Linked DNA regions of Mus musculus: regions 2, 3 and 4 are each linked to region 1. Evidence: chromatin contacts called from public Hi-C and promoter capture Hi-C data. All regions are on one chromosome and are shown on one strand. Each heading gives the region's core, a stretch centred on a gene start, on an enhancer-like site or on the middle of the called end of the contact. The rest is flanking DNA. Distances are from core to core; before and after follow the strand shown. Region 1 holds the start of Jag1 (jagged 1). Region 2 overlaps Gm14055 (a long non-coding RNA gene). Region 3 overlaps Slx4ip (SLX4 interacting protein). Region 4 overlaps Slx4ip (SLX4 interacting protein).

Region 1 (5,453 bases), core at 2,084-4,583:
GAAGTGTTCTTTTTACTGATAAAAGCAACCACTGTGTGCCTTCAAAAAAAAAAAAAAAAAAAAAAACATAATGAATGGCACTGGTTTCAAATGTGCTTGGTACTGAAAGTTGATAATCCACACACCTGTGTCATCCATCCCCCAATTAAGACACAGATAGCTGATTTATGCCCAGAAAAGGACCAAGCACATCAAACCTCCAAGCACACACCACCCTAACCATACGTGCACGCAAGACTGGCGTTTCCTGTCCTCATCCACCTTTGTATATAGGAGCTCTAAAGGAGCTCATACGCGCTGAACTCTTGGTACCCGACTTATTTTCCTCACGTGGCGTTCTTTAGATCAGTCACACTACGGCATACAACAGTACTTTTCAATAAATATTGATTAGCTGATTCTTCTCAGTGTTGATAAATAATTTTGGTTGATTAGAAGCTTTAAAATACAATTATAACATAAATGCCTCTTATTAAGTCCCATGGGAAGTCAGGGCTGTTTGTTGATGAATGAATGAAGGTTGGGTATGTTTTGTAGAAAGGGAATTGAGGCATCATATTTTTAAAATCAGAGAAGATATCCAAACACCTGCAACAGGTTGCTATCTGGCTCGGAGCAACCTGGGGTGGAAGCAATGGTGATGGCTAAGTGTTGTTTTCCATGGGAATGTTTCCTTAACTATACACTTATAGTTGGAAAGCAAAGCTCAAAGGGAGGCTATGGCTTGGCAAGGGGAAATGTCCATTTTTGAATTCTTTGAGCAGTAGTTCCCCATTCTCCAGGTTTCAGGGGTGATCAAGGAAGTTGAGGACAGAAGTTCCACCCAGTGCCTGTTGCAGTATAAAAAAGCTTCTTGGGGGAGTCCCAGCTCACTGGAAGAGCACCAAATGAAAACATTTTTAAAGAATCCCCTATAGCCCACAACTGCCTTCCTCAAATGTGGGTTCCCAGGCACAGAAAAGACTAGAGGCTCTGTGTTATTTGCTGTGCCTTTGGTGTTTCTTAGTGATTTGACATTCCCAGTATGCCATTAGGTGCTTTTTACTCCTCAAAACTTTCCTTTTAGTGAAGTGAGCTAAACTCACTGTTAGATAGGTACTGATCTCAGCTTTCACGAAGCCCAGATTGTTAGCAGCAGAGCAACTATAAATCTCAGGTAGTCTTCCAATGTAACTCAGGTGGCTGGCTCAAACCTTCTGAACTAAAAACTCTGGCTCCATAGCCGCCTTCTAGGGGTTAGTGTGGGACATGGGGCATGCATCATTGGATACAGCTTTACATTTTAAAACAGCTTTAGACCTTGGGACCTCAAGAAATATAGACTCTAAGACCACTGCAGTCTTTGTGGGCTATGTGGCTTTTCCACACCACCAATCCTTTGCTATAAAAGCGTTATTGAGCACCCTAACTTGGCGACTAGAGATGCAGGTAAGAAGTCCAATCAGAAGTGAGGACTGTTATATTTCTGGAAACTTTAGTGGGAAAAAAACAAAAACAAAAACAAAAACCTGTGTTGAATTAATGTTGAAAACGGGATGCTTTGCATTCGTGATCATTGGGTGGAGGAGGACTGGGCACACTGGAAAATGCCCAGGTGGCTGCTGTGTAGGCCAGGTGCTTCTGTGACCAGTTGCAAACTCATTCTGATTTGGGATATGCCCTTCCCAATTATGGATTAAGTTACTCGGGAATGGTTAGAATGAGATGCATTGCCATTAAGAAATCACCTATCTCAGGTGGTTAAAATGCCCAAGTTACGGAACCATCTTTGTTAGCCTGGAACTCAGCTTTCTCAACCCCATCAAGTGGTATGGGGCACTATCTATGCTGGGCCACTCTTTAAACGTAGATAACCACAAATAACCTGTGTTGTTATGTTGTCGTGTTCAGCATGTTGGAAACTGTTTTTCCCTTTACCCATCATGCCCTGATGTCTAGAAGGGTTGAGGCGCTAAAGCAATCTCGGAAAAATCAGAGCTTTTCTTCAGGACAGGCTCAACGCAAGTTAAGAAACCCTTTTCGTCCTTTAATGGAAATCTGTTTTCCTAAAGAGCTCCGTTTAAACCCGCCTGGAGTGGAGCTGGCAGAGACTTCAGCCAGCCTTTGGGTTCCCTTTGACCTTGATTATGACCAGGAGTGTCGCTGCTAATTGCGAGGCCTGCCTCAAGGTGGAAAATGGCATCGGTTTCCACCACCACCCAGGAGAAGCCAAGTTCTGTGGACCACGACAGCGGTTAGGTTCTTTTCAGGCCGCGTCTCGCCACCCAGAGAGCAGCGCGGAGGCCGCCTACAGGTGCAGTCCCGCCACTGCGCCCGGGCTGGAGGCTGGCGGAGCCCTCGGCGTCTCAGAAAGCCCTTCCCGAAGTCCGGGCTGAGCCCCCGGGTGCCCGCCGGCCACTCCCCCTGCTTCCCCCACGCCTCTGCCCCGGCGCGGTCTGGAAAGGACGCTGGGAGCCCCTCCGAGGCTCCACGGACATGGATTTGGGAAGGGATGGCGCGCGGCCGAGGCTTTCCCTCGAGTTTGCGGCAAGTCTGACTCCGGGAAAGTTTTTCAAAGTTCCCAGCAGAGTCTGCCCAGGTCGCCTCTGCGGGGCGAGGAGACGGCGGCGAGCGCGCCAGTCTCGCCGCCGCCAGCACAGGGCTCTGGGCTCGCTTGCTGGGAGCGGCCCGGGTTCCCGGCGGGCAGGCCCTCCTCCCCGGGGCAAAAGCCGCAGCTGACGCAGGCGGCTCCGAAGGCGGAAGCCGCCCGCCCCAACTGCTCCGGCCGTACCGCGGCGCCTACACCTGGGGCTTGCAAGGGAGCCCAGGCCGTGCACCGAGGGGGCGGTCCAGCGGAGGCGCTCTGGGCTTCTCAGAGCCATGGGCTCCTCCACGGTCCTTCCAGGTTCCTTTCTCCTGGCCCGGGCTCCCCGGGACACTGATCTGCGTGTGGGGGCCCCTCGGGCGGCCATGCCACCCGGTCCGTCCCGCAACTTCCAACCCCTTCTCAATTTCTCCCCTCCCCAACAACCCGGAGGAAAGGGGCGTGCCCAATAGATGGCACGCCCCTTATGAATATTAACAATCGCGCATGCGCCTTGTTCCGCGTGTTGAGAAGAGGTGGCCAGCCGGAGTCCCGGCTCCCAGACCGGCGCTCCGGGTCCCTTCGAGAGCCAGGCGGGCACGCGTCATTGTGTTACCTGCAGCCGGCCGGCGAGCTAGGCTCAGGTTTTTTTTTTTTTTTTCCTCCCCTCCCTCCCCGCGTTTCATGCAGCTGATCTGAAAGGGAATAAAAGGCTGCGCATAATCATAATAATAAAAGAAGGGGAGCGCGAGAGAAGGAAAGAAAGCCGAGAGGTGGAAGAGGGGGGAGCGCCTCAAAGAAGCGATCAGAATAATAAAAGGAGGCCGGGCTCTTTGCCTTCTGGAACGCGCGGCTCTTGAAAGGGCTTTTGAAAAGTAGTGTTGTTTTCCAGTCGTGCATGCTCCAATCCACGGAGTATATTAGAGCCGGGACGCGGCGGCCGCGGGGGCAGCGACGACGGCAGCCTCGGCGGGAGCACCAGCGCTAGCAGCGGCGGCGGCGTCCGGAGTGCCCGTGGCGCGCGGCGCAGCGATGCGGTCCCCACGGACGCGCGGCCGGCCCGGGCGCCCCCTGAGTCTTCTGCTCGCCCTGCTCTGTGCCCTGCGAGCCAAGGTAGGAGTCTCTCTCCCGCTCTTGCTCCCCGCGGTCCTCTCCCTTCCCTCGTGGCGTTCTGGACGGGAGCGGCTGTGGCTCCCAGTGCAAGTTCCGGAGCCCTTGAGTACAAGGCTCCCTGACCCTGACTTTTCACCCGAGAGGCAGCACCCGGTGAGGGAACGCTGGTTCCCCAGAGGGGAGCCCCTGGCCTCGAAAGATAAACTCCTCCAGGCTGGGCAAAATGCGATCATTACGTTCTCACGGTCCTTCGGGGCACTTGTCTTAGTTTTCCCGCACTTGTGTTTTTTATGCCCCCAAACCAGGTTGAGCCCTAAACCTAGTTTTTGCAAAATTATTTTCACTTGCCACCGAGGATCTTTGGCAGCCTGGGGTGTGTGTATTGGGGGTGGGGGGTGTCAAGGAGTCTCCACCTCCACCTTCAGAGAAAACTTTCTCATGCGTTGACCTTCCTTCCTCGCTGGCAGGTGTGCGGGGCCTCGGGTCAGTTTGAGCTGGAGATCCTGTCCATGCAGAACGTGAATGGAGAGCTACAGAATGGGAACTGTTGTGGTGGAGTCCGGAACCCTGGCGACCGCAAGTGCACCCGCGACGAGTGTGATACGTACTTCAAAGTGTGCCTCAAGGAGTATCAGTCCCGCGTCACTGCCGGGGGACCCTGCAGCTTCGGCTCAGGGTCTACGCCTGTCATCGGGGGTAACACCTTCAATCTCAAGGCCAGCCGTGGCAACGACCGTAATCGCATCGTACTGCCTTTCAGTTTCGCCTGGCCGGTGAGTGAGCGACACACCGACAGAGTCGAACGCGGGGCCGAGCCCTATATTGCCTTGAGAAGGATTTAATGCCACTTGAAACTTGGCACTAAGTTGAGAGGCTTTGGGGGTGGCAAGTTTGAGAGTCCAGACTACAGCTGGACCTGGACAAGATGAGACGGGCGGGTCTTCCATTCTGGGTGGTGTCTGCTTAGCGCAGCGAAATGGGGTCTCTGAAGAGCATTGCTGGGGGAAAGTACGCAAGGATGCTAATTTTATGCTTGCTACTTCCAGTTCCCACCCTCGACCAGGCGGTCATTATAGATGATTTCTTTGCTTAACTAATTAAAACTCGTAGTGCCCTGGAAGGCGACTGCGCATAGTCTGCCCTGCATACGCTGTCCAAGTTGGCACCCTCCCCTTTCCCGTGAGCCGCCCCGAGGGCGGGTGTGTCCTTCCTGCAGGGTGTGGGGGAGCAGGCTTCCCGCGGCTCTAGTGGGGAGATTTTAGTGTGTTGGAGGGGTGCTCTCCCAGCCTGAAGTGGCGGCTGCAGGAGGGGGGTTGTCTCCGGCTGGCGTCCAAGCTTTAGTCTGGGAACCTCCGCCCCCTGCCGGCCCCTTCCTCCCGCCCCCGCTCGGTGCAGCCCAGGCTGCCTTACTCCCAGCGGTTCCCCAGTTCTGGAACAGCTGTGTTTGCAAACTTCCCCGGGAAGGGCGGGCGCACTCTCTCGTCCGGAGGGCACCCGGCCTCCGCAAGCCCTTCCCGCGCCCTAGTAAGGCTTAGAAGAGGCAGCCCGCTATAAGTCGTGTTTGCGGGTGCAACTGCGTGCGCCCTCATCTCCCCCTTTTCCCTCGGAGCTGCTTGAGGCCGGCGTACCGCTGGCAGACTGCGGCAGAACCCTTGCAACATCCCAAAATGGGTGGAAGGAAGATGGGTGCGATTGCAGAAGGGGAGGAAAGGGAAATGGTGGGGGGTGTGCCCGTTGTCCAGGAGGCGTGACTCGCTGCCAGGACTGGTGCTCCGCC
Region 2 (5,453 bases), core at 1,744-4,243, 190 kb before region 1:
AGTGGTTTGTGTACCTCATAGTTTTGGAAGTATAAAAGCATGGCCTGGCCTGCTGCTGATGCTCTTCTTGTTGTCAGACTACAAAGTCAGAGCACAGTACGGTACAGAAAGAGCGCTTGTATCTGGGTCTAAACCTGATTCCTTCCAAAGGCTCCACCTCTGGACATGTTTAGGAGATTTAGGGTCTGTCTTCTTTTACCAGAACACGGGGCATTGGATATTAACTCTTACATAAGTGTACTGTAGATAAGTCACTTTCTAACCTTGTTATTTTTATTTTTAAACTTACCATTGATATCATCCACAGCTCTTAATATCTATTCCCAGAATTTTTCACTATGTCAACATATTTTTGTTTAAAACTTACTATCTAACAAGCAAGACAGTACCATGTAAATTATGAAAGGAGGTGGGTCACTAAGGGGGAGGAGCTGCACCACGACACCCAGCTATGAACCTTCATCACAGGACAAATAATCCTTCACAAGTGTTTGAAATAGAAAGAGATTGTTCGTCTTTGTTTCCTGGGAAGAGCGATTGGCAGCAGTAGCACCTGGCACGGGACCAATCCCCTGGCATGCCACTCTATGGAACTGGCTTATCTAGCATGTATGGCACCTTAGGTGTCATTCCAAACATGGAAGGAAAACAAAATCTACAAAACAAAAACATCTCTCAAGAATATGAAGGGAAGGAGGGAAGGATGTGTGGATGAAAAGCTAGAGGAATGGATAGCTACTACCACTATGTTAATGGTGAAACCTGAATATAACACCTGTTGTCTCTTCCATATGTGGTGAAAACCATTCATTTACTTGATACTGACAGAAAGAGAGGGTCATAAAACGATCTTTCAGGATCTGTCAATTTCATGATTCTGAAATGGACTATAGAAGAATTTTGGCTTCTCCTGAGTTGATCTCTTTCCCATTGAACCATCAATTAGTGAGTCTAAACAGTGCTGCAGACAGTCACAGGAAGTAGACTGTTTAGTTAAACTACTGGTGAAATTTATATTTTGAATCTGAGCTATGGAAATGCTGCGTATCATGGAGGACAAAGACAAAGGTATTTGGTAGAAGTAGACCCAGAGTATGTGATGGGTAAATATTTTGCTTGCTGAATTTTAATGAAACCATTTTGGTTTTCCTGTGACAAAATGATACTTAAATACACTGATATATGTTCTCCATGAAAACCCAGGGCTCAGGCTCAAATCGTTCCTCTACGTTCCTCTAATCATTCGTCATTTTTATATTTAGTCATCTCCCCCAGGTCTGAACTGACAACTGGTTGGAACTGAAGAAAATCAGCTCAGCTAAAGTCCTATCATAAGCGGAGCTCTTAAGGCCTCTGTTCACGCCCTAAGCTCTAAAGTGGCCCATTCAAAACTACATTGCTGCTGAGAGACCACATCATGAATGGATGGAGTATTAAAAGCCAAGCACAAACATATCTACTGCCTGCAACAGCCTGTGCTACACAAGGTCTTCTAAAGCATGAGCTGAGGCCTTCAGCCTAAAGATGCAGATATAAGATGTTTCCTTATAAAATACCTGAACAGTTTTGGACATTTTTTTCTGCAACAAATGATTAAGAAGTTAGTGCCATAGAAGCAGCTCTCAGGAGCAGGGGAGATATCTCAGGGAACAACGTGCTTGCTCTGCAAGCATGAACACCCAGGTTAATCATGAGTAAGGGACCTGATATAGTTTGCATTTGTAATCCCAGGATCCCTGGGACCCATTGGCCAACCAGCCTAGTTCACCTAGGACCTCCTGGAGACTTCTATCCAGATCTATGAGAGATCCTGTCTCAAAAGACAAAGCAGATAGCACATGAGGAACTACATCAGAGGAATGTTGGTCCCTCTTGACCTCACACACAGGTTCACATGCACTCTGTGTGTGTGTGTGTGTGTGTGTGTGTGTGTGTGTGTGTGTGTGTGTGTGTGCCTGAACTCAATAATTAATGGATGTTGTATACATTCTTTTCTTAATCTTTCTTTCCCCTGAAGTGAGCCCGCTAGGCAACATGTTTTCGTGTGATTTCCAGAGTTCAGCAGTGGTGTTAAACTCCTCTAACACACCTCAGCAAATAGCCTAGTAACCTAACTGCCTTCCTTTACCTGTGTCTGGGTTTTCCAGTTCTCTGTCACAGTTTCCAAAGATTATTCTCAAATAATCAGTGTATCAAAGCCTAGCTCTGGGGAAGCAAAACCAAGACTGAGTATGTAGCCCATTACAGTACACTCCAGGCATATAAATTTCTCCTAAAATCATCTAATTAGCAAATGAACAAAATAGGAACATTTTAGTGTGTATTCACCATAAAAGCAGAGACATGAATGCGTTTCAGGGGTGGGGGAGAGGGGGTCCTATCACCCTTTCTCATCTGTCATGTTACTGAGTATCACATTTTGGTCAAATAATACCATATCAAGCCCCGGCAGTGCTTCCCCAGGTGTCACATGCATTCACACCTTTGTGTCCCCCTGCATACCATTCTCCAAAGTGAGAATGACCTCTCGACTCTTCAACATGTTAAAATTGTACAGATCCTGCTGGGAAGATAGCTCTGCAGTAGCGCATTTAAGTAGCATAAAAGGAGCCCTGGGTTCAATTCCCAGTACCATAAGAAGGCAGACCTGACTCAATTTTGCCTCTTCGGTGGCATCTCTTATGTCATAGCTAAGATAATCCAAGCACATGAAAAACCTGTAATTCACAACTCAACACTTAATCATAGACGTTTGCACATGTTCTAACTATCGTATGCATTGTCGTCGTGTCTCTCTAATTAAAGTTGACTCTCCTTGCGAGTACTAATCACACCCTGTACCTCCATGGGCTTTCCAGTGCCCAAAGCAATGTAGCTCACACACTTACTTTTCAGTGGATGATTTACGCTTTTCAGTAATAAAGCACAGCCTGTGTATGGCCTGCGGTAATGAATCATCTTTAATGGTCTTCAGAAAGGTCTCTTCCCTCCGCAAACTGCCTGCAGACAGGGTTATCTGGAGCATCCTTCTGGATGATCCTTTCCAGGCATTCCGAAAAGGCAACTGGCCACAACAACACCTTGGTTTCTGTACACAATTTCTCCTCCTGGCTTTCAGGGAATCATAAAACATAATGCTTCTCACTCGTAAGTAAAGAGAACTTACTTGTAATTTTGATGAAATGATCCGAGGAGTGACTGAAGTCTTTTTCTCTCTGCTGTGATTGTTACCATTATAAATAGACAACCATTAAAAGGATCAAAGCAGGAAACCTTTTAAAGGCTTACCCCAAGGCCTGATGCCCTCCCCACTTTATTTTTCTTAGCCTTAATGCTTAAGGAAAACAAACACTTATCGGTGTGTACGCATGATGTTTATCCCTCCATCTGCAGGGGGGGGGGGGTGGCAGTGTTCCAAACCCTGAGACAGTTCACTAGAGCGCCTAGTGAACTAAGGTCAGCTCTCTTCTCTACTGTATCCATCCAGTTATCCCCAGGCCCAGTGTGGATCTCATTACTGCCACTTGGTTTGCCAACTCACAAACCACCCCAAGTCCCTTTAGAAACAATCTATTTGATGGCAATTACGAAAGAGGAGAGTACTTCCTGTTTTGCTCAGGAACTGCCTCGCAGCCACTCATACCAGAGCGACTCCAGCAAGGTCTGGTCTTTTTTCTGTGTGACTGAGCCATTTCCCACCTCACCTTGCTCAGCAATGGCTGGCAATGTCTCGAATGCCTCTCAAGGTTCTGCCACAAGGTTTTTCAGCTTCTGCCAAGTCATCCCTTGCCAATGCAAAGCTCAAGGACCCTGTTAAGCTTGGAGGTCCCTGAATGGCCCCAGGAGAAGACATGAGCACTTCTTGACGATTTCTCTACCCCCTTCTACAGTAAAGCAAATGGAGGAAGTAGCTCTACACGCCAGCCTAACATACACACACACACAGCGCCTGTCCCTGAGTTTTGGCATTTTGGGCACTTACACTGGATGGAGCACATGACCGGAGAAAGCACGTCTATGTCAGATGGTGCTTCAGTAGGGATCTGATTCTGAATAGTGTCTTAGTATATCCGCTGTCCAAGTGCTTCTCAGAGTCCAGTTACTGAAGTCTCCCAAGTGCTTGACCATGAAGCACTCCCTAATGAGTCTATAAAACAAGCAGCAGTTGGGAACAGAATCCAGGTTCACTTAAACCAAATTGAACTCCGTAGGCAGGGGCTTTCCGTGATTATGATAAGCATGGAACCAATTTCTATTTTTGCTAAAAATTCTCTCAAAGGGCAAAAGTCATGAAAAAAAGACTAAGGTTTCAAGTAAAACTGTGTTTTGCATTTGCATAGACTGCATCTCTTTTTAAATATTACCCTCATATTCATTATTTGATTTGATTCAAAAATAATAGAATGGCTTTGTAGTTAGTAATGCTTTTTCTATACGCCTGAATAAACCCTGCTTTACAGATTCACTGGCTTTAGAATTGAACACATTATGTGCTCTCCATTATTTCTCTACTTTCATATCTATTACATGTAGAGATTTTGTGTTTTCCTCATACTTCTACATATAAACATATACATATATCTCATATAGCATACAGTATACATATACAATGTCTAGAGCTAATTCAATGTAAGGCAAGTATTAAATAAATTATCATTCCAGTATTGGAAATAAGAAAATAAAAGATTAACAGATTTTATCTTTGCCCTAAGAAATACTTCAAGGAAGCCAGAGCTAAGTAGGGTTCTTCCATAGCAGAGCCTGAGACAAACATTCTACTACAAGCAGTCTATTAGAAAACCAAAATGGCTTAGAAAGAAAATAAGGCAATTAAAGTTACAGTCACAAATATAGAAAACTGTTGCCAAATGTTTACAACATGAAAGAACCCTCTGAATGATTGCCGAACTCACCAAACATCTCAGTACATTCCTCTAAATTTATCTACTGACAGAGATGTTTATCTACCAACTTTATCCTTCATTATTGACTGCTTCTCCTGGACAATGACTCCACAGCAGTGACTTCTAGCACACCCATAGGAGAAACATGCTTACTGGACCATATGCATACAAGATTTAAGACATAGGAAAACAGAACAGAAGAAGCACACATTAAACTCAGGGGCAAGTGGTCCCTTGGTGTGGCTAAAGGAATAGAATCAGGTCAGCAATGCATATAAATGCAGTGTAGTTCAGTTGGTTTAAACTTTGATCATCACAAGAATTTAAATAAATGAGCACAGCCAGAAAGAACCAACTTCTAGACAAGGGCACTATGTCATATTTCCCAATAATGCATTTGAAAGTTTATTAAGCATTTCTATATCCTTGTATACTGCTTAAATCCCTCTGGTGAGTGTTCTTATATATTGCTTTTGAAAAAGAAAACAGAAAAAGCAACTTTGACAACATATTTTCATTGGTAAAACAAATCAATCTAGCTAAACCATA
Region 3 (5,453 bases), core at 743-3,242, 160 kb after region 1:
GTCATACACACTCTTGGTATATTCCTCTTGAATTCTGAAGCTCAACTCAACCGAAAGATCTTCAGGCTTTGCTAATCCTTTGCTCCTGCTGAAAGGTTCCATTGAGCACCCACCCTCTGTGATGTTTATGTCCATGGCGAATAAGGAAGAAGGCAGAGTAGTAATCACCTCTGCCAGTTCAGCCAGTTCAGCCCTGTCTTCTAGTTGCATGTGATTCATTTGTTAAATTCAACTACTTTATAGTAAGTTCTTGGAGGTAGGGTCTGGAGTCCAGGACTGCAGCCAAGTCTAATCGTCAGCTGTGTGATCCTAGGTACATTTCCTGATATATTAACCATATAAAGCCCTGGTACAAAGGGCATTTAAACCATATATATGAACTATATATATATATATATATATATATATATATATTAGTGTCCAGGGCAGGCACTACCAAAACCATGAATGATGGACATTCTAGGAGGTCTCTATTCTCCCCCCCGCCTTGAATTTCTTCTACTGTTGGGTTCTCTTATACATTAACTATTGAAAGATCTGGTGATACAAAACCCAAACTGTTATAGTAAGCTAGAGAATCTAGCTCATCTTTGTGTCATTAAGAACTTCCAAATATGGTAATTGTACAGTGACAATACATTCATCTGCCGAGCAACACAATCTTGGATTAAAAAAGGTGCAATTATTAAATAAGCAAGATAAAAAACAATGAATACTGTCATACTTAGTGACCTCTTGTGGAATTTTCATTATCAATAACAACCCCACTAAGTACAAGCTATGATCCAGGGTTATAACCCTGTTCTTGCCTGTTTTTGTAAATAAAATAAAATTTTATTAGAATACAGCCATGCTTGGTTTCATGGAATAATTGTAGAATTGAAAGATATTCTCATTTTTATTTTGTGTGCCCCCCCCCATGGATTTTTGTTGTTGTTTTATTTTGAGAGGCAGGATCTTTCTATAAAGCCCAGACTAGCCTCAAAATCCTTCTAATATATCAAAGACTTTATGGGCTGCAAAACTAAAACAGCCTTATTTGAAAACATTTGCTACCCCTGAAGAAGTTTGCTCAAGTAATCTAGAGACTATCTTCCACTTAGAGTCTCAGGTCATCATTCTTCAACAAGAAGAAAGGAAACAGCCGGGGGGGGGGGGGGGGGCGGAGGGGCGGCGGAGAGGGTTCTGGGCACCAAATTACTTCTCACGATGAACATGATTTTTCACTTGTGGCAATTTCATACCTAAAATGAAACTAAAATTGACCAAAGCATAACTTCCCCAAGGGTACCACAGTTTCAGGATCCTATCAAATGAAAAAGGATTCAAACAGGAATGCAGATCTGGGTGTGATGTCTAGAACACGGGTGTGGAGTAGCCAGAACTCAACTATATAAATGGCAGAAGAAAAGGTCGGGGTGGAAAAGACAATTGCATCAATTTGCTTTTGCATCAATTTAGCAGCAGCAAAGGGGACACACAAGGAGCATGAGCCAGCACAGCACAGTGACTGCTTGCTGCCTCTCCAGGCTGCCTACATCCCAGCAGACTTTCACCTGTCCAACTGAAAGCCCTGGAATTAACTCCTTCCCAGCAGTGAGGAGATAAGCATTGAGAGAAGGACAAGTGTCCAGCTGCCACTTGTAGTAATCACTGACACTGTGGCTTTGAAGGGGCAGGTGGAGACAGTCTGACAAATTTAAAATAGCTTAATGAGCCAGATATGGAGACAGTCCATGGTCCCCACACTAGGAAGGCTGAGGCAGGAGGACTGCCAAGACTTTAAGGCCAGCCTGAGCTACAGAGTGAGGTTCTTTTCAAAAAAATAAGACCAACACCACACAACAGCTCAGGTAGGTTTCAGGGAGACAGATATATCAGGATAAAAATCTTATCTTCCTGCCGCCCAGTTATCAGGTGTGTGAGTCAGCCTCCCACTGCTGAGACAGATATCCAAGGTAAATCAAATAAGAGGGGAAAACATTTGTTTTGGCTCATGATTCCAGTGGGTTCATTCCACAGGCACTTGACTCTGTTTGCTAAGGCAGAACATCAGGAAGCCTATGGCGGAGCAAATCTACTCACCTCCTGGTGCCCAGTAAGCACAGAGAGTGCCTGGCTTCCTAAGACTCTCTACTGTATAAACCCTTAAACTGTCAATCGATAAACAGATTCCTAGTTAGGAGGAGGAACCTCTAAGCAACGCTACATTGAGGACCAAGCTTTCAACATAGGTTTCTGAGAAGCACTTAAAATCCAAATCAAAACATCAGATGAGCAGATGCTCTACTAAGGCAGAGTTCAACACCTTGGATGCATGTTTATCCCAGCAATATCCCCAGAGGCATCATGACCCTGTAGCTGGAAGGATGCAGAAGGGACCGTGAAAGAATCTGAGACATGTCCCAGTGTTCTGTTTTTATTTTATTTTCCCCTCTGAGATTCTAATTAAGAAAATTGTATCACAGGGAAGTAAGACAAAACAGATTAAATAGATGTTGGCAGATTATGAGAACAATGTATTGCAAATATTTTAAGTTTTGAAGAATCACTAGCAACTCAAACCAGTAAAGAGAACAAACTTTTGTCAGTAAGGTAAACAGAAGGACAAGAGCAGGATTCCACAGCACTGTGATGGGTGCCCCTGGGAAGTAGCCAGAGGTTTTGCTTCAAACAGACCACGTGGTTTTGGCTCATAGGATCCTGCAGAGGTACACTGTGCCCAATTCAAGCTGGGTCCATTCATGCTGGCCCATTAATAATTTGCCAGGTACCTGAGGCTACAGCCAACTCCCTCTCACTATAGCCTGCCTTATCTTCAGGGGAGCATAGGCAAGCTCTGACAAGCAGGCTCCACTCTGATACTGGCAGTCAGGAAGATATCTCACTGCATAATGGGGATGAAGCCCAAGCTATAGCAATCTAGCCTAAAAGATAAATATGACCACAATATGTATTCCTCATGGCTCACTGTGTTTTAAGGGAATGAGGATCATTAGTTCAGTCTAAATATAAATCAAGAGTCTCTCTCTCTCTCTCTCTCTCTCTCTCTCTCTCTCTCTCTCTCTCCTCTCTCGTAGCAGGAAGAGAAAACATGTGGCAATCAGCTGGGACACAAAAAGGCCACTGAGGTTGTGAGTGCAATAAATGGGTAAATGTATATTGCTCTAGTTTGTTTTTTTGTTGCCGTGATAAACATCATAAGGAAAAGAACAACAGAAAAGAAAGGGCTTGTTTCAGCTTACACTTCCACGTTGCAACCCATCATTGAGGGAAGTCAGGGCAGCAACTCAAGGCACAAACCTGTAGCAGAAACCATGATAGACGGATGGCTGCTTACTGGTTTATTTCCTGGCTCACTGCTTAGCTTTCCTTTTTATACAAGCCCAGGCTTACTTGCCTTGGGCTCATGGTACATACAGTAGCTAGGTCCTCCCACATCAGGCTTCCATCAAGACAATCACAAGCCAATTTGATTGAAGCAATTCTACTGAGACACCTACTTCCCAGGTGACTCTGTTAACAATAAAAACTAACCATACTAATACATACAGTCCATGTCCCCTCTGGAATTAATACAAAATGACTTTCACATACCACATACATATTGAATCCCACTTCAAGCTTTTACCTATAGAAGAAGAGATGTACTTTCCAGTACATATATGACACATAGTTATTGACATGGTTGCTTCAGTTCATTGCACAAGCTCCTACAGAAATTAGTCTGGGGTAAATTCTATGCTCACTTTTGCAGATAAGGAAATTGAGGCTCAAAATAATGTCACTTAGCCAAGGCTTCTCACATAAAGAGTAAAAATGAGAACTGCTAGCTCAATGCATCCTGATCACCTTACCAGAAAACTTTTGTGTGCTAGAAACTTCAGACAGGTTGAGAAAAGAGTAAAGTGGGGGGGGGGGGGGGGGTAAGGAAGATTCATTCTTTTCTCAGACATCCAGTCCTCATCCCATCTACAAATCCAGCCAGGATGAGCCCAGAATCAGACAATCACACCAGGACTTGCTGCAAGAAAGCAAGTGTGAAAGCATCAGTGTGGGTGGACAGTAAAGGGATGAAGGAGCCAACAACTCAGGTGGATGTTTCATACTGCAGCACAGAGAGGACAAGTTCCCGACTCCCATCAGAAAGCAGATGTGGGAATAGAGACCACTCAGCATTATCAGTTGCCTCAATGGGAAGAGAAAGATGCTACATAATAAAGCAGAGGAACAGTGATGCCTCAATTGGACATACCCTGCCACCCCATTCTCATGCCACCAACACACAGCACTGACCCCTCCTGACACTGTCCCTGGTCTTTTATCAGCAATTTCTAGAAAGAGACAGGAGGTGGACACAAGGGTACAATGTTCTCCTAGAGATTTCCCAAGGCCAGTTCTACATGAGCCTCTTCTGCCCATCTCCTATCACCTCCAGAATGCATCCTAGCAACAAGCAGCTATCTGCAGCAATACTCTGGAGGCCAGTGCTCTTCACCAAGCATGTAAGCTGCTTCCAGGTTGCACAGGAGGTAGAGGAAAGATCTGGGCTTTGACCTATCAGCCTTAGGTATAAATTCCAATCAACCGCGTGCTAGCTGAGTCACAGTGGTCTACTCAGGAAAACAGCAATAACAGTTCTTATGTTTATCACATAGCAAAGATTCAAAGAGGTGCATCTGCTAGAACCTGGTATTTTCCAGAGCAGAGTGGACAAACAGCAACTGTCTCTACTCTTTCTTTCCACATAGTGTCACTGCGGTGGCCTGGCCTGGCATGACACGGTATAATCTTCTCCTCCCTCCCCTTACTTCTGCCACCTTTCTTTCTTCCAAAGACTTCAAATGGATGACAGACAGACAAACTATATCAGGGCAAAGGTGATGTTTCAAGCACTCACAGGCTTGTAGCAACAATATTTACTCTTTTGAAAAGGAAACGATATTTACTTAATTATGTTATATTTCTTACTTTTCACTCCTGTCTGCTTGACTTACTATTATAAAACTAGAGTGAAAACAGATAGTGTCTTGGTCAATAATTTCATTATAAATAATTATGTGCATAAATTTTTGTTCTACTTGATTCAAATAAAAATCTATTTAATTTGACTCTATTATATAGTCATGTAGAAATTTATTCATTAGTTCAATGACTTTTAACCAGCCATCTCCAATATTTCATTATTATAAACAATGCTCAAATGAACATCTTTCAGGAAAATACTTGTTCAATCATTGGAAGAATTCACCTAACACTTTTAAAAACTTGTATGGCAGGCCCACAGCATGGCTGCTTCTAACCCCAGGAAAGCAATAAAAAATGGTGATTATAAACATTTAATGTTGGGGCTGAACAGATGGCTCAGTGGTTGAGGGCACTGGCTGTTCTTCCAAAGGCCCTAGGTTCAATTCTCAACACTGTCCATAACTGCAGTCCAATGGGATCCCATA
Region 4 (5,453 bases), core at 917-3,416, 140 kb after region 1:
CAGCACCGGAGCAATAGCTGAGAGCTTTACCTTCTGAGCCACAAGCAGCAGACACAAAGAGACACAGAGTGCTTGGTGTGGGGGTGCTTTTGAAACACCAATGTCTACCCTTAGTGACATACAAAGCCCTGGAGATTGAATGCATTCTAACCAAATGCTCTAATATGAGAGAAAACCCCAGCCCTGATTAGGCATTGTTGTTGTTGTTATTATTATTTCTATTAAATAAATTAAGCAGGGATAAATGCTCTAATGATTTCCCACACCAGAGGGGACCATTTAAGCTCCTCTTTTCACTAAGATAAGTCACAAACTTACAGGGTCCACATGTCAGTCAATTATAGAAATGTCTGAATAGTCCAGATCTAAAAGGGCAAATTTTGCCAGCAAGTGCAAAGACAACAATGTTCAGGATATAATGTCACTTACAGCAACAAGAATAAAGCAAACAGTAGGCCTCTGTGACGGCAGAGCTCTGAGGAACGAATGGCCCGGCACGGAAGCACAGAAACAAAGGCCGCTCCTCTGCAGCAGCGCGTCCGCTTCTCCAGCTCTGTCTGCAGCTTCTCCTGCTGCAGAACCCTGTCCCCAGGTCTCAGTGCAGAACCCTGTCCCCAGGTCTCAGTGCAGAACCCTGTCCCCAGGTCTCAGAACACAGACTTGTTGCTTTCCAACTCCAAGGCTCCACTGCAGAGTTCAGAGTTGGTCTAATTTTGGGATATTTACACAGATTTTACCAGCTGAATGTCACTCGTTCTGAAACCCCAAATCCAAGTTTCCTAAACTATAATGTCAACAATGAAACGTTTCAAATTTCAGACTCACAGATTCAGCAGCATTCAAGCTGTATCTGAAATGGCCCTATCTTTGTCCACTGTTATATGCTGACTGAAATGCTATCTTCATGAGCCCAAGGCCTTTGAGGTCTTTAAAATTGTGTTCTCATGATGACAATCATTCCTGGCAAACGGGAAAGAAGATCTAACATTTATTGAATAAGATACCACTTCTAAGGGTAAAATGAGAAACAGAAGAGTAGTTATGACTACCTCACTTTATATCATGTCAGATCAAGGAAGCAAAAATCAAACAGGACTGCAGAAGAAGTATCATGCATAACAGGACTCTGTGGGATGTCTTAAACTCTGCCCAGTGAAAGCAAGAATACACCACCTTCTCAAACACACAGGAAACTGCATCGGACTAAGCCTCATCTTTTCAAGAGAATCTGCTCTGTCAAAGAAGGACAGGCAGGAGGCAGGACTGAGGACCCGACCCTGTAACCCAGTGCTTCTCAACCTTTCTAATGCCACGACCCTTTAATACAATTCCTCATGTTGCGGTGACCCCCAACTATAAAATTATTTTGTTGCTACTTCATAACTGTAATTTTGCTACTGTTATGAATTATGTTGCTATTTAATTTGCATTATATTAGATATATGACTTCTGTTGGGGCCACAACCCACAGGTTGAGAACTACTGCTATAACAGGACATAGCAGTCAAATAGAGAGCATCTGATCCCACTACAAGCTAGTCAGCTACTCGGGTTCTGTCTAGTGACTCACTCAGTCCTCCCTCATCTTACTCCCTGGTATACCATCCATGGGCAGTCCACCAAGGGAGATATACTACAATTTAGACCTGGAATAATCCTAAGTATTCCTGTAAAGATAAGGACTCCAGTGGAGAGTGATGGTGCACATCTGTAGGACCAGCTACTCAAGAAGTTGAGAGTAACACTTTGAGCCTGGGACTTTAAAGCCAGCCTGCTCAACATAATGAGACCTTGCTTTCAAAAGAGGGAGTAATGGAATGAAGACATTACAACCACAATTCCAGGGCATGTGTGAGAACTACTTCTCAGGCTGACACTCACACTTTTAAGCAGAGCTGAGCTGTAGCATTGCTTCCTTTGAAAAGTATTAGCAATTAATTGGTCTTTATTTTCCACCTGGACATCAACTCAATGAACAAAAACTACTTCAAAAAAATTTTGTCTCCATACAAAGTTAGTTATTTTCTTTTTATAACCCACACTATTTTTAAGAAAGACAGGAAAATGCTGACTGTCTACCACATCTTTACGCTCATGCTGTAAGGGATGAGGGAGTCAGTTGTTTCTCCATGGCAGGCTCACATTCCTAGTTTCATCAAAACTGATGTTGAAATGTATTTCTCAATTTACATGTGGCCAAGGAGCTTCTCACCATGTGCACTCTCAGACGCCTTCATGAAAACAGCACGCTTCCCAAACTCCAAACATGAAAAACCACTAGTAAGCATTTTCTTCTATCATCTGATGCTCTTAACTTCATCAAAGTTTAATAGCATGGTGGTAATTTCAGAGGGAAATCAAAACCTAAAGACCACAAAGCTGCCACAGTACCACGTCTACTGACTTTCCGAATGAATGTGTCAACACACTTTACAAGATAAAAAGCTCAGAGTCATTGAATTGTGTAAACACACAGACTCATGCCAAAAACAAAGATTAACCAATAAGATGAAAGTACAAGCCAGTGTGTAATTGTGCTTCAATCTCTGAAGTTGTGCTGCTGCGATTGCCTTAGTTTACTTTGGGGAAGTGACACTTTGGGGAATAGCCTTTTTATGCTATTCATGCTTCCAAAGAGACTTTATTCATTCAGTTGTAAAACTCTACACCATTCATTTAGTCTTTGCAAATACGAGTCGCTCACATTATTACTTGATGTGCTACAAAGGTAGTATCCTCAGTTCACAGTCTAGGGTCCCAAAACTACTACTGATGACCAGGCTTTTGACAGGGCTGCCTGCGTAGCCAACATCACTACAGATAGAATAAGATTACCCACACCTTCACTATGCTGTTCAGTATTCAACTCCTAGTCTGTGGTTGGGACCTCTGGAGAATGAACATGGCCTTGGATTCTGTTATTAGCACAGAAATGAAACAATTGCCAGACTAAGGGCAGAGACTCAAAGGGCTTCCCGAACTCATGAAATTCTCTTGGCATGGAGATTATTGCTAATTTTGGCTTGTGCTAGTTTACATCCAGGGGGACTCGAATGAAAAGAACATTTTATTGATAGCAATTACGGGAAGAGCCAGTGAATTTTCCATGATTTTGGTATTCTTCCTTTTCTTAGGATTATAAAGAAAAAGTGAGAGACTGTGCCATGATCACTCTGAACATAGATTTTTTATCTCTTCTAGAATACAGTTAAAGATCGGAAAGTAAAATTAAAGGATAAAAAGAAAACACCTCCTACTAGTTAAACAGGGAATTTCCCTTTCATAAGCAATACTCTTAAGACTGCACCTTCAATGGTGTCAAAGCAGAAGCAATCTTGGAATGTGCTTACACTGCTGGACACCATCGAAATTTATTACAAAAACCAAAATCCTGAAAACAAATAGAGTCAGAATTCCCTCTAAACAAACCATGAATGTATCAAAACATTTCTTTCCAGGCACAGGTCAAAATGAAATAATAAATTTGCCACATTAAGTCACGAGAATAAAGGAAAGCTCTGGGTGTTCTCTACAGTCTCACATGGGCTTCATTTAGTGTAGTGTGAGGGTGTTCAAGATATTTATATTCATGCTTTGCAGGAAAAATCCCAAATCCCAAAATTACCTAAGCTGACCAGTCACACTGTTAGGCCTAGGAAACATAAGAAGCAGGAGGAATGCTGGCCTGCTCCTCTGCGCAGCCAGCTGTAAGCCTTCTCATGGAGTACAATGGAATTCTCTTCTACAAACTCAAGACTGGCCAGAAAGGCCAAAACCAGACCCATAAGCAGACATGCAAAGGGCTAGTCTGGCAGAATGCCGACTCACCACTTGCGGAGGAGAGAGAGGACAAGAAAGGGAGACTAGATAATGGGAGAAAAGATAAGAATTTTCCAAGAGTATTATAAAGACAATGAACTTATTCCTCAAGAGCACTTTAGTTTCTATCTATAAACGTTGATTTGTTGATTTGTTATTACTCAAAAGTATCAGATAAAAGAGTAACTGGGGAAGGTACAAATTTTTCTTGAATGATTCAATCTCCATCTTAAAACTGTCATCTCAAAAATGGATTGTTAGGCTTCCCCATCCAGTGTGATATTCCTACAAAGGATCAGGTTTATCATGAAGCTCCTCCCCTTTTCTTCTATTCCAGTGTGCTCACTTGTTCTCATATAACTTCAAGTCATAACCAATAGTAAAAAGTTGGAAAAAACATTTCTATGCCTGGGAGTTATGATCCTCCTGCCTCTGAGGTACTAGGATTTAGGTACTCACCCACCATCCCAGGCAAAATCTTAAGTAGCTTTTTAAAATTATTTTCTATGTAAACTATTTTTTATTAATTTCAAAAAATGAAAATAAAAATTTAACATCATGGCTAGCTAGATGTCTCAGCGAGTAAAGAACTTGTCATACAAATCTAATGGTATGAGTTCCAATCCCAGAATTTCTGTAAAGGTAGGAGAATAAATTCTACAAATTGTCTTTTGCCACACACTGTAGTACATATCCCCTTGAAACACATGAGTAGACGCAGGCAGACACACACACGTAGACACACACATACACACAATTTAAAAATATAAAATAAAATTAAAAAGTCTACTCTTAATACGTGTTCAATACCCAAGAGACCAATCACTTGTATAATTACATGGTCTATTCCATACATATGTATGTGTGCATGTGTATGTGGGTATATAGTTTTAATGGATTATGCATAACAGAGGATGGCATTTCTTTTCTGCTCCCAAGAGTATGCAGAAAAGGCAGGTTTGGGGTTGGTTATGTATAATTACAGAGGCACCAGCTGTTCCCTCTACCCCCCCCCCCACTTTCTCAAATGAAAAAGCAGAACAATGCAACAATGCAAATGATAAGAGTGATTATAATAATTGGTAACTGTAAGTGTTTTTTTTTGTTGTTGTTGTTTTTTTTTGGTAAAGAAATCACATGCAAACCCTTTTCACTTTCCTAGTGATAAACAACTTACTAAGGTACATGGAGATACAAAGGTTTTACAAGATAACCTGGGGATTTATTGAGTACACTGAGATGATCTGACAGAGGTAATTTCAAGTTAGCCAGTTGCTATTTGTATCGTAAGTCCACCCCACACATAAAGAGTCAGTTCAAATACTTCAGTGGGTAAATCATGAAATAAGATATCTGCCTAGACCTCCTGTAAACTTTCCATGCCTACTATTACTGTCAGAATTTCTCTTTATAGTTTTGCTTCCTTATTCTGTAGTTATTCATGAACATGGATATTGGGCCTCTAATGAGAAAACTGTCCCTTCTGGGCACAATGACTTTATGAGAAACAGAATTTACAACTTATTGGCATATATACAGAAGTCTAGCAAAAGGGCCTGTTTTATGACATGATTACCTGTTAAGTGAATGAATGAACCAGCAAAATATCAATTGCTGTGTGATGACCAAATTAC

What was found. Promoter capture Hi-C pulls out the DNA fragments that hold promoters and counts their contacts. A called contact is a pair of places that touch in the nucleus more often than the background predicts.
Region 2: a contact with region 1 is called in a Hi-C map of the N1E-115 cell line, with 3 times the contacts expected there. The contact joins the enhancer-like site here to the promoter of Jag1 in region 1. A contact is called at or near these places in 4 of 39 promoter capture datasets (3T3-L1-derived adipocytes, hippocampal neurons and liver), 7 of 484 Hi-C or Micro-C datasets (the HL-1 cell line, the N1E-115 cell line, epidermal suprabasal cells and 1 more), 1 of 115 datasets of contacts at active chromatin or transcription factors (stem cell-derived neural progenitor cells) and 1 of 9 other capture datasets (adipose tissue).
Region 3: a promoter capture Hi-C map of liver shows a contact between it and region 1, with 2.9 times the contacts expected there. The contact joins the enhancer-like site here to the promoter of Jag1 in region 1. A contact is called at or near these places in 1 of 39 promoter capture datasets (liver), 2 of 484 Hi-C or Micro-C datasets (liver and uterus), 1 of 115 datasets of contacts at active chromatin or transcription factors (bone marrow-derived macrophages) and 1 of 9 other capture datasets (adipose tissue).
Region 4: a contact with region 1 is called in a Hi-C map of liver, with 2.0 times the contacts expected there. The contact joins the enhancer-like site here to the promoter of Jag1 in region 1. A contact is called at or near these places in 3 of 39 promoter capture datasets (hematopoietic stem and progenitor cells and liver), 1 of 15 datasets of contacts at CTCF or cohesin (the NIH/3T3 cell line), 4 of 484 Hi-C or Micro-C datasets (embryonic fibroblasts, liver, nephron progenitors and 1 more), 3 of 115 datasets of contacts at active chromatin or transcription factors (bone marrow-derived dendritic cells, craniofacial prominence and oligodendrocyte precursor cells) and 1 of 9 other capture datasets (liver).

Annotation. Positions count from the first base shown.
Region 1 is chr2:137,114,400-137,119,852 of GRCm38.p6, reverse strand. Jag1 (jagged 1) reads left to right here and starts at 3,333. Exons shown (of 26, transcript NM_013822.5): 1 at 3,333-3,676; 2 at 4,144-4,449. The coding sequence starts at 3,596.
Region 2 is chr2:137,305,816-137,311,268 of GRCm38.p6, reverse strand. All of the region lies in intron 3 of Gm14055 (a long non-coding RNA gene), which reads right to left. Among named protein-coding and RNA genes, the nearest start is that of Gm14055, 21 kb to the right of the region's middle. Within about 2 kb of position 2,993, at least 4 of the 459 cell types and tissues checked have an H3K27ac peak or open chromatin away from gene starts, as enhancers often do. A contact at or near this core is called in the N1E-115 cell line and uterus, where this site is marked.
Region 3 is chr2:136,949,745-136,955,197 of GRCm38.p6, reverse strand. The region is part of intron 2 of Slx4ip (SLX4 interacting protein); the gene reads right to left. Among named protein-coding and RNA genes, the nearest start is that of Slx4ip, 60 kb to the right of the region's middle. Within about 2 kb of position 1,992, at least 16 of the 459 cell types and tissues checked have an H3K27ac peak or open chromatin away from gene starts, as enhancers often do. A contact at or near this core is called in liver, where this site is marked.
Region 4 is chr2:136,976,289-136,981,741 of GRCm38.p6, reverse strand. All of the region lies in intron 2 of Slx4ip (SLX4 interacting protein), which reads right to left. Among named protein-coding and RNA genes, the nearest start is that of Slx4ip, 87 kb to the right of the region's middle. Within about 2 kb of position 2,166, at least 11 of the 459 cell types and tissues checked have an H3K27ac peak or open chromatin away from gene starts, as enhancers often do. A contact at or near this core is called in liver, where this site is marked.